2 separate regions of the Anas platyrhynchos genome follow, and region 1 is linked to region 2. Evidence: chromatin contacts called from public Hi-C data. All regions are on one chromosome and are shown on one strand. The core of a region is the stretch at or near the end of the contact, and the rest is flanking DNA. Distances in the headings are between cores, read along the strand shown. Region 1 overlaps CUBN (cubilin). Region 2 overlaps CUBN (cubilin).

Region 1 (3,366 bases), core at 477-2,976, 60 kb after region 2:
CTCACACCGCTGAAGAAAACACACATGCTCAGCACAGTTTTCAAAAACAGACTTGATTTTGGTGCCTAGTGGCTTGTCGCATGCTAATGAAATTCACCTGATACTGTGGTCTGCCTTACATTGGGATGTCCCTCATGAGACAGCAGCTGCAAAAGACAGCTTGACAGTAACCTCATATACGAAAATTGTTAAATAGAGACAAATAAGAGTGTGCTATTGTCCTTCAGCAACTGAACTATCAATAGGTAGAGCAATAACAGATACTCTGCTTGTATCAGCATATATTATGTAATAAATCCTAAAGATAAACTAGAGAATGGCAAGTTCTAACAACAAAACTAGGGAATAGGAGGACAGGTCAACAGATTCCATCAAGATTTTCCCACTAGTAGCTGGATTTAGTAGCATCCTAAATCTGCACCAATATTTTCTTAGTCTCTCAAACATGAAAAAGGTCAAAAAAGCAATCCATTAATCTCTCTCAGAAAGCAACAGTGCTGTAAGAACCAGCCTTCTATAAGTCCCTTTCACCTCTGATCCCTTCTGGATGAGAGGAAACTCAGTATTTTAATAAGCTCTGGCCAGAAACTTTTTAACTTTGGAAGAAGTTTGTGTTCTGTCCAATCTAAATAACTGAACAAGACTTACAAATAGCTGAACTAGTCCCACCATCTCCAGGGATAAGGGTAGTGCATTGCTATGTAATTTCATTGATTGTGTGCACACTAGCTGCATACAGTGCCTGCCATTAGAAGTACAAAGAAATTTTAACTGGAAAAAAATATTGACTGAAACCAGGGTTATGTGGCACTTAGAAGCTCAAGCTTCCACCCCCAGAAGAAGGAATTAATTTCTTCATGGTCTCTTAGATGTTCAGAAACTGTATTTTATTTTAGTGGCTGATTACACAGGCTTAATAGCCTAAATATTTTAATTTTGACTGAAACCAGCAATTTTTTGCTTTCTGCAGGGAGTCTGCATGGCTTGAATGGATAATGGCTCTTCTGTCCTATTGATCCTCTCAAGGCATTCAGAAGTCAGAACAGCTGAAACCACAGCTCAGATTAAGACTGTAAGGAAGGAGTCACAGTCCTGGAAAGAAGCATGCTTGTCTGCTGGAAGCTCAGTGTCTTCAGTAAAATGTCACTGCTAGGTTGCTTGTGAGGCCCAATGACAACTGCATTTGTCAGAAGTCTGTACAAAATGTGAATTTTAAAATGCGTTTGTGGTATATCTCTTTGTGTCAGAGTAACAGCATGGGACCTAGCAGAAACACATGTTCTTAATCAGCTAAACCTGCCCAGAGAAGCTATGTGGTAGAGGAAACAGCAGGACTTTCTAATATGCATCTAATATGCATCATGGGCCAGCTTCTCCCATCACCCCTGGTGCTCCCTGCAGCCATCTGCACACCAGAGGCAAGGAGACCAAACCCAGCTCTGACATAAACCCTGCTGATTTCTGGTATTACCTCAGAAACAAGCGTGGGCCAAGCTGAACACTTATAAAACTGGGCTGTTAGAAGAGAATTTAGGATGGGGGGGAAATACGGATGGGAATCTGAGTTCTGTGGGTTTCCTTTACATTGTTAGCTGTTCCGCAACAGCTTTCTGCACAATTTCAAAATAAAGAGCACTAGTCAAAGGCATGTTCCTTACACTTCGGAGCATATTTCTTTACTCCCTTATGCTGGTTCGATTAATCAGATGGTTTCACAAGGGCTGGAGCAAAAACAATTTTGAGTGTTTCCATGACAAAAAACAATAAAATGTTACTTTTGGCTACAAAGAGGAAAACCAACAGTTACCACATGACAAAAAAAAAGGAAAAAAAAAAAAAAAAAGAGGGAAAAGAGGATTGATGGAAAGAATGAATTCCAGGGTGTGGTTCACAAAGAGTCACAGGATATCTGAGCTGCAAACAGATAAAAATGAAAATAAAAATAAAAACATTTAGTTTGATCACAGCAACTGATCCAGAGATAAAATAAAGTTGGATGGCATAGCAGGAATGCAGGACATTGTCATAAAGCCCATGGTTTTAATCTGTTCTTATCATTTACTTCTGCCCCGTTAGCTCCATTTACTGTTAACAGTCAGCATTCCAGTGTTATGAGCAACAGAAGGCTGTTTTTATGTGGTTGGTCACCCTCATGACACAGATTTTCTGGGAGTAAAACTGATCCTTGTTCAGATATAACTGCCAGCAAAGAGAAAGCCCAGCTTTGACAGAAAATCAACTTATGTTAATACTTGGTTCTTTATGAGGAGAAATGAGAAGACCAAAGCACCTGTTAAAGATCTGGAAGTGCAATAGGTTTACAGGGTTCATAGAATCAGAGAATGGCTTGGGTTGGACAGGACCTTAAGGATCATCTAACTCCAACCCCCTGCCATGGGCAGGGATGCCACCCACTAGACCAGGTTGCCCAAAGCCCCATCCAGCCGGGCCTTGAACACATTCAGGGATGGGGCATCCAAAATCTCTCTGGGCAACCTGTTCCAGTGCCTCCCTACTGTTACAGTGAAGAATTTCTTCCTAATGTCTAGTCTAAATCTATCCTCTTTTAGTTTGAGACCATTCTTCCTGGTCCTAGTGGGTTCTTTCTTTTTCAGCTCACTGCTACATCTTGCTGTGTCAGCATATATTTATAGTTTACAAAAACCTGGTAAATATTAAGAAAAAGATATCATAATTTAACAACATGGTCATATGTGGTAATTTAACAACATATGGTCATTTTTCTCTGTATGTGTTTTCAATAGAAGCTCTTAAAAATATTTTTAACTCTTTCATTGCATCCAAAATGATGGCTTCTATTTCTATAAAACATTTCTAGAAAACAGTTAAAAACAACTTTAAAATTGCTTCTAAATGTTTGTGAAAGGAGTGGAATCTGGCAGGGAAGAGAGAAAGACAGACTGCTACTGTTTCATGAAAGAGGCAAGAAGGACGCTTAGGGGAACCTTTCAAGCTCTTGAGTATGCAGAATTGAGGATTTCCTACACTTTTATTTTTTAGTAACTTGTCTTAGTGAAACATATGGTAGGAAAGGGATAGTGACATGAAAGGGACAGCTTGTTTAGGAAGCAATGTCAAAGGGAAGGAAAGGGAGACTGGCTACACTTTACAAGAATGAATATACATCAGAAAAATGTGCAAGAGAGAAATAGGCACAAAACTATGGTATAAGAATAAAGCCAGCAGGAAAGGTACTGTGATGGGAAAGATCTCTTGGAATTTTCCTACAATTCTCTGCCAGGTGGAAGGGAAGAGGGTGTTTCTAAGCAAAAGCTAAGAGCATCTAGGTCACCAAACCTTGCAATTACTGGAACATTTTTTCTTGCAAGATAATGTTTTGGAAGA
Region 2 (3,441 bases), core at 154-2,653:
TTTATCTCTTTTTATCCTTATATTGATTGCCTGGAGGAGCACACGCTCACGGTAGAAAGGAGGTATAATTCTCCTTTTACAGACTGTAAACAAAGGCAGAAAAAAGGTCAGTGGTAAGAGAAGGAGCCTTTCCTTTCACAAATCTAACACTGGCAGCAGGCTGGGATCCTCCAGTCAGCCCAGTTCACCAGTTCAGCTGGAGAGCACGTCCAGTGATTCAAAAAGTGAGGCTGGTAAGCATCCGAACTTAGCAGCAGGGAAGGTGAAAACTATGATTCTATGACTACAGACCCCTAAAATTGCACTGACGGCCATATAGCCCCCAGCATCAAATGCCCCATGTCACAGAGTCACTTATGGCAAAGAGTGCTGGTTGTGCAATGTGCATTCAGCAATACATTGCACAGCATATGGAGTGGCATGGTGAAAGTATATTGGTATGAGAGAAAAGGCGATATATTGCCACACAGCCAAATTAATACGATTTCATACTTTCTGTTAGTTTCCCTTTTCTGACTAGTGGGGGGCCTTCAATATTCTAGTGGGTGAAGGAGCAGTGGTGCAAACATACTGCTTTAATTAAAGCTGGGATTTTTTTTCTACACAAATGTCAGGGTTTAACTCTTTGAATGCCTGGTTGTAGGTCTTGCTAGGATTCTTTGAGTTTCCTGTTTCATCTTCTGTCTTTCCTCCCACTGCAGTGGCTATCAGATTGACTCCCCAGTAGTAAAATCTGCAAGAGATGAACACCGCTTAGCCCTGGATTTTGGCAGTATCCTTGAAAGAAGCCTGATCACAAAAGAAACTGGAAAGAGTTTGCGAAGAAAGGAAATAGTTCGGTTTGCTACAAATGGGTTTACTGTTTCTGCTTGCATCTTTCCAATACATAATCAGGGTCACTCACAACATTAAGCAGAGTGCAATAATTACGTTATCCTGTTGTGCTTCCCTAGGGTAACTGCAGAATAATGTGCTCATTGTCATCCAAGAGAGAATGAGGCTTGTTTTCTCTCTGCAGATACCATCTTCCTTATCCAAGAGATTTATCATTATTAATTGTCATCTGATTGCATTTGTACTCTGACAAAACCACACGGGTTTTATCTTTTGACAGAGATGAGGGAGCTCCTCTAAAGCAGCATTTAGAACAACAGGCTCTTCGATCTTCATGGTTTTATTTGCTTTCATTTGAAGCAGAATCTCAGACCTCATAGTACAAAGATGTGTCACAAATTTTCCTGGCTCTGTTTCTCAGACAAATCAAACTGCACATTTTTATAGGAATGTGACTCATTTTTTCCTATTATAATATACTTTTCTTCTTTTTGGCCACCCCATATTAGCATGGGACTGCCAGGATCTTTCCTACAGGCTGTGTGGTTTAGTCCCTGTGGCTTGCTTCCCACAGAGGAGAAGAGACCTAACATTAAGTACCTCATCACCAAGGACTATTCGTCACACAACCCACATCTCCACATGGCTATTTTTTTCCAGTTTGCAGCTCCATTGCTCCTGAGTAAGTCCTGCAACATCACAACCTCCCTTTCCTTGAGAGCCTGCAAAAATTAGGCTGGTAGGTGTCAGAGGTTACAAATAAAAGTCTTTTCCTCACTCAGGGAAATAATCATGAATGGTATTGATTCGGACAGCTTGGCTTGTGTTCTGTTTTGTGCTTAAGCAGAATCTCTGGCAAGTAATGCAAATAAATCAGCAGTCAGTGGCTAAAAAAATTGACAATGTGCCAACAGGAAGAGCAAGAGCTTGGAGAGTTCCTTATGATGTCACCCTGGAAGCACAAAGCCAGGCTGTGGAGACAACTGATACCTAACGGTTTATAGACAGCAACACTATGAGGCAACACTATGTAACTTGAAATAAGAGTCCACAAGAGTGGTCTGAAAGATTATTGTAGCAACTTCTTTGAGTCAAGCAAAAGAAGAGTTAATAATAGTAACGACCATGAAGTTCTGTGGGAATATTTTTTTTGGCAAAGACTGTAGAACCAGTTATTTTCCTTATCTGTAAATACTTTCTCAGACTGTATCAAATGAGAAAGTCGCTAGCTAGGAGTTGGGAGGGGATTCAATGACTCAGCAGAAGACTATGTTTGTCCTGCTACAAAGGCCTTTCATTCTGAACTGTCTGAGTGCCAGCTTTTTAAACCAGACAATTACCTCTTTCTAAAAGATGCTTTTTCACAAAAACATTGAGTTAATTACACAAGAAACTAGAAGTGATGACATGAAATCAATTTACATGTAATAATAATTTGTTGCTTATCATCCTTAAACAATTCAGCTGTTATAAGAAGGTAAAAAAATCCTTTTAAAATTTGATCTTAAGAATAGACCAGTAGGCTTAAACCTTTTATAGAGAAATAATCAAACTTTGCCTCTCACTCTTGTGTCCATTCAAAACATTTAACATCCGTGCCTTCTCACTATGATCCCATTTACTTGGGGGCCAGCTAACCTGACCAATCTCCCAAATCAGCAGCGATCAGCACAGTGGTGCCTGGGGGGAACCCCAATCTTAACTAATCTTAACTGTTTAATTATTAAACAGTTGTGAGATGAGCTTCAAGGAAATGGAAATGAAGGATAGATGGAAAGGAGGCATTTATAGATGGAAAGGAGGCATTTATAGCACACAACCAACCTTTCAACATTGAAGAATGAGTGTTCTCAAGTATTGCCAGATTTTCACCAAAAGAGATAACTTTGGGTGCCTTCAGTCACCCAAGAAATGTTTGTGCCTCCAAAAAGGCAGGAAAAAGCTAACAAAAAGTAAAATGAATCAGTTCAGAACCAAGTCTGGAATGCAGGGGATCCCACAGTGTTTGCCTTTTACTCAGAAACATTTTTCTGCTTCCAGCACTTTTAGCGAGAGTGAGACCATAGCAGCTGAAAGCTGCTGAAAGCAACCAAAGGAAATTACTTACCAGCAGACTGTTGGGGTTATGAGTCTGATAATATTCTTACCTAAGGTCTCCCTGAACGATGCTTTCCATCCCCTGCCTGATCCAGAGAAGTCCGTGTTAAACACCAGGAACAATTTGTTACTGGAGCTCTTAATATTCGGAGGCAGTTCTGACCCACAGAATTTCCCGAGAAGAGGAGCATGGGTGTCTGAGCCATCATATACAGCCACGTAATCTTTGTAGCAGGAGGGAGATATTTCAAGCTGGAAGCTGTTGAATCTGTAAAGTACGTTGGAGCATTAGATATCACACTTTCATTTCTACTCCTGTGCTATGTGTTTTTAGGGCTTAAGGAAAGCACAAGTAATAGCAATGGTCAAAGCCATGCAAAAACAGGTACCACAAGACATTGCTCTTTGGAAAACAAGCAAGCAGAACTATTAACAGCATGGCAAAACGCTGCAGCCAACCAGCCTCAAAGAAATAATCACCCTCACCCACTGGGCCTCTTCAAGGCAAGC

Evidence for each region. Hi-C and Micro-C count contacts between places; a contact is called where the count stands out from the background.
Region 1: a Hi-C map of subcutaneous adipose tissue shows a contact between it and region 2, with 2.1 times the contacts expected there. The contact joins two enhancer-like sites. A contact is called at or near these places in 2 of 8 Hi-C or Micro-C datasets (skeletal muscle and subcutaneous adipose tissue).

What each region holds. Positions count from the first base shown.
Region 1 is chr2:138,235,260-138,238,625 of IASCAAS_PekinDuck_T2T, forward strand. The region is part of intron 29 of CUBN (cubilin); the gene reads right to left. Among named protein-coding and RNA genes, the nearest start is that of CUBN, 66 kb to the right of the region's middle. Within about 2 kb of position 1,727, at least 1 of the 8 cell types and tissues checked has an H3K27ac peak or open chromatin away from gene starts, as enhancers often do. A contact at or near this core is called in subcutaneous adipose tissue, where this site is marked.
Region 2 is chr2:138,175,413-138,178,853 of IASCAAS_PekinDuck_T2T, forward strand. CUBN (cubilin) reads right to left here. Exons shown (of 67, transcript XM_005015103.6): 59 at 2,982-3,199. Among named protein-coding and RNA genes, the nearest start is that of RSU1, 18 kb to the left of the region's middle. Within about 2 kb of position 1,404, at least 3 of the 8 cell types and tissues checked have an H3K27ac peak or open chromatin away from gene starts, as enhancers often do. A contact at or near this core is called in subcutaneous adipose tissue, where this site is marked.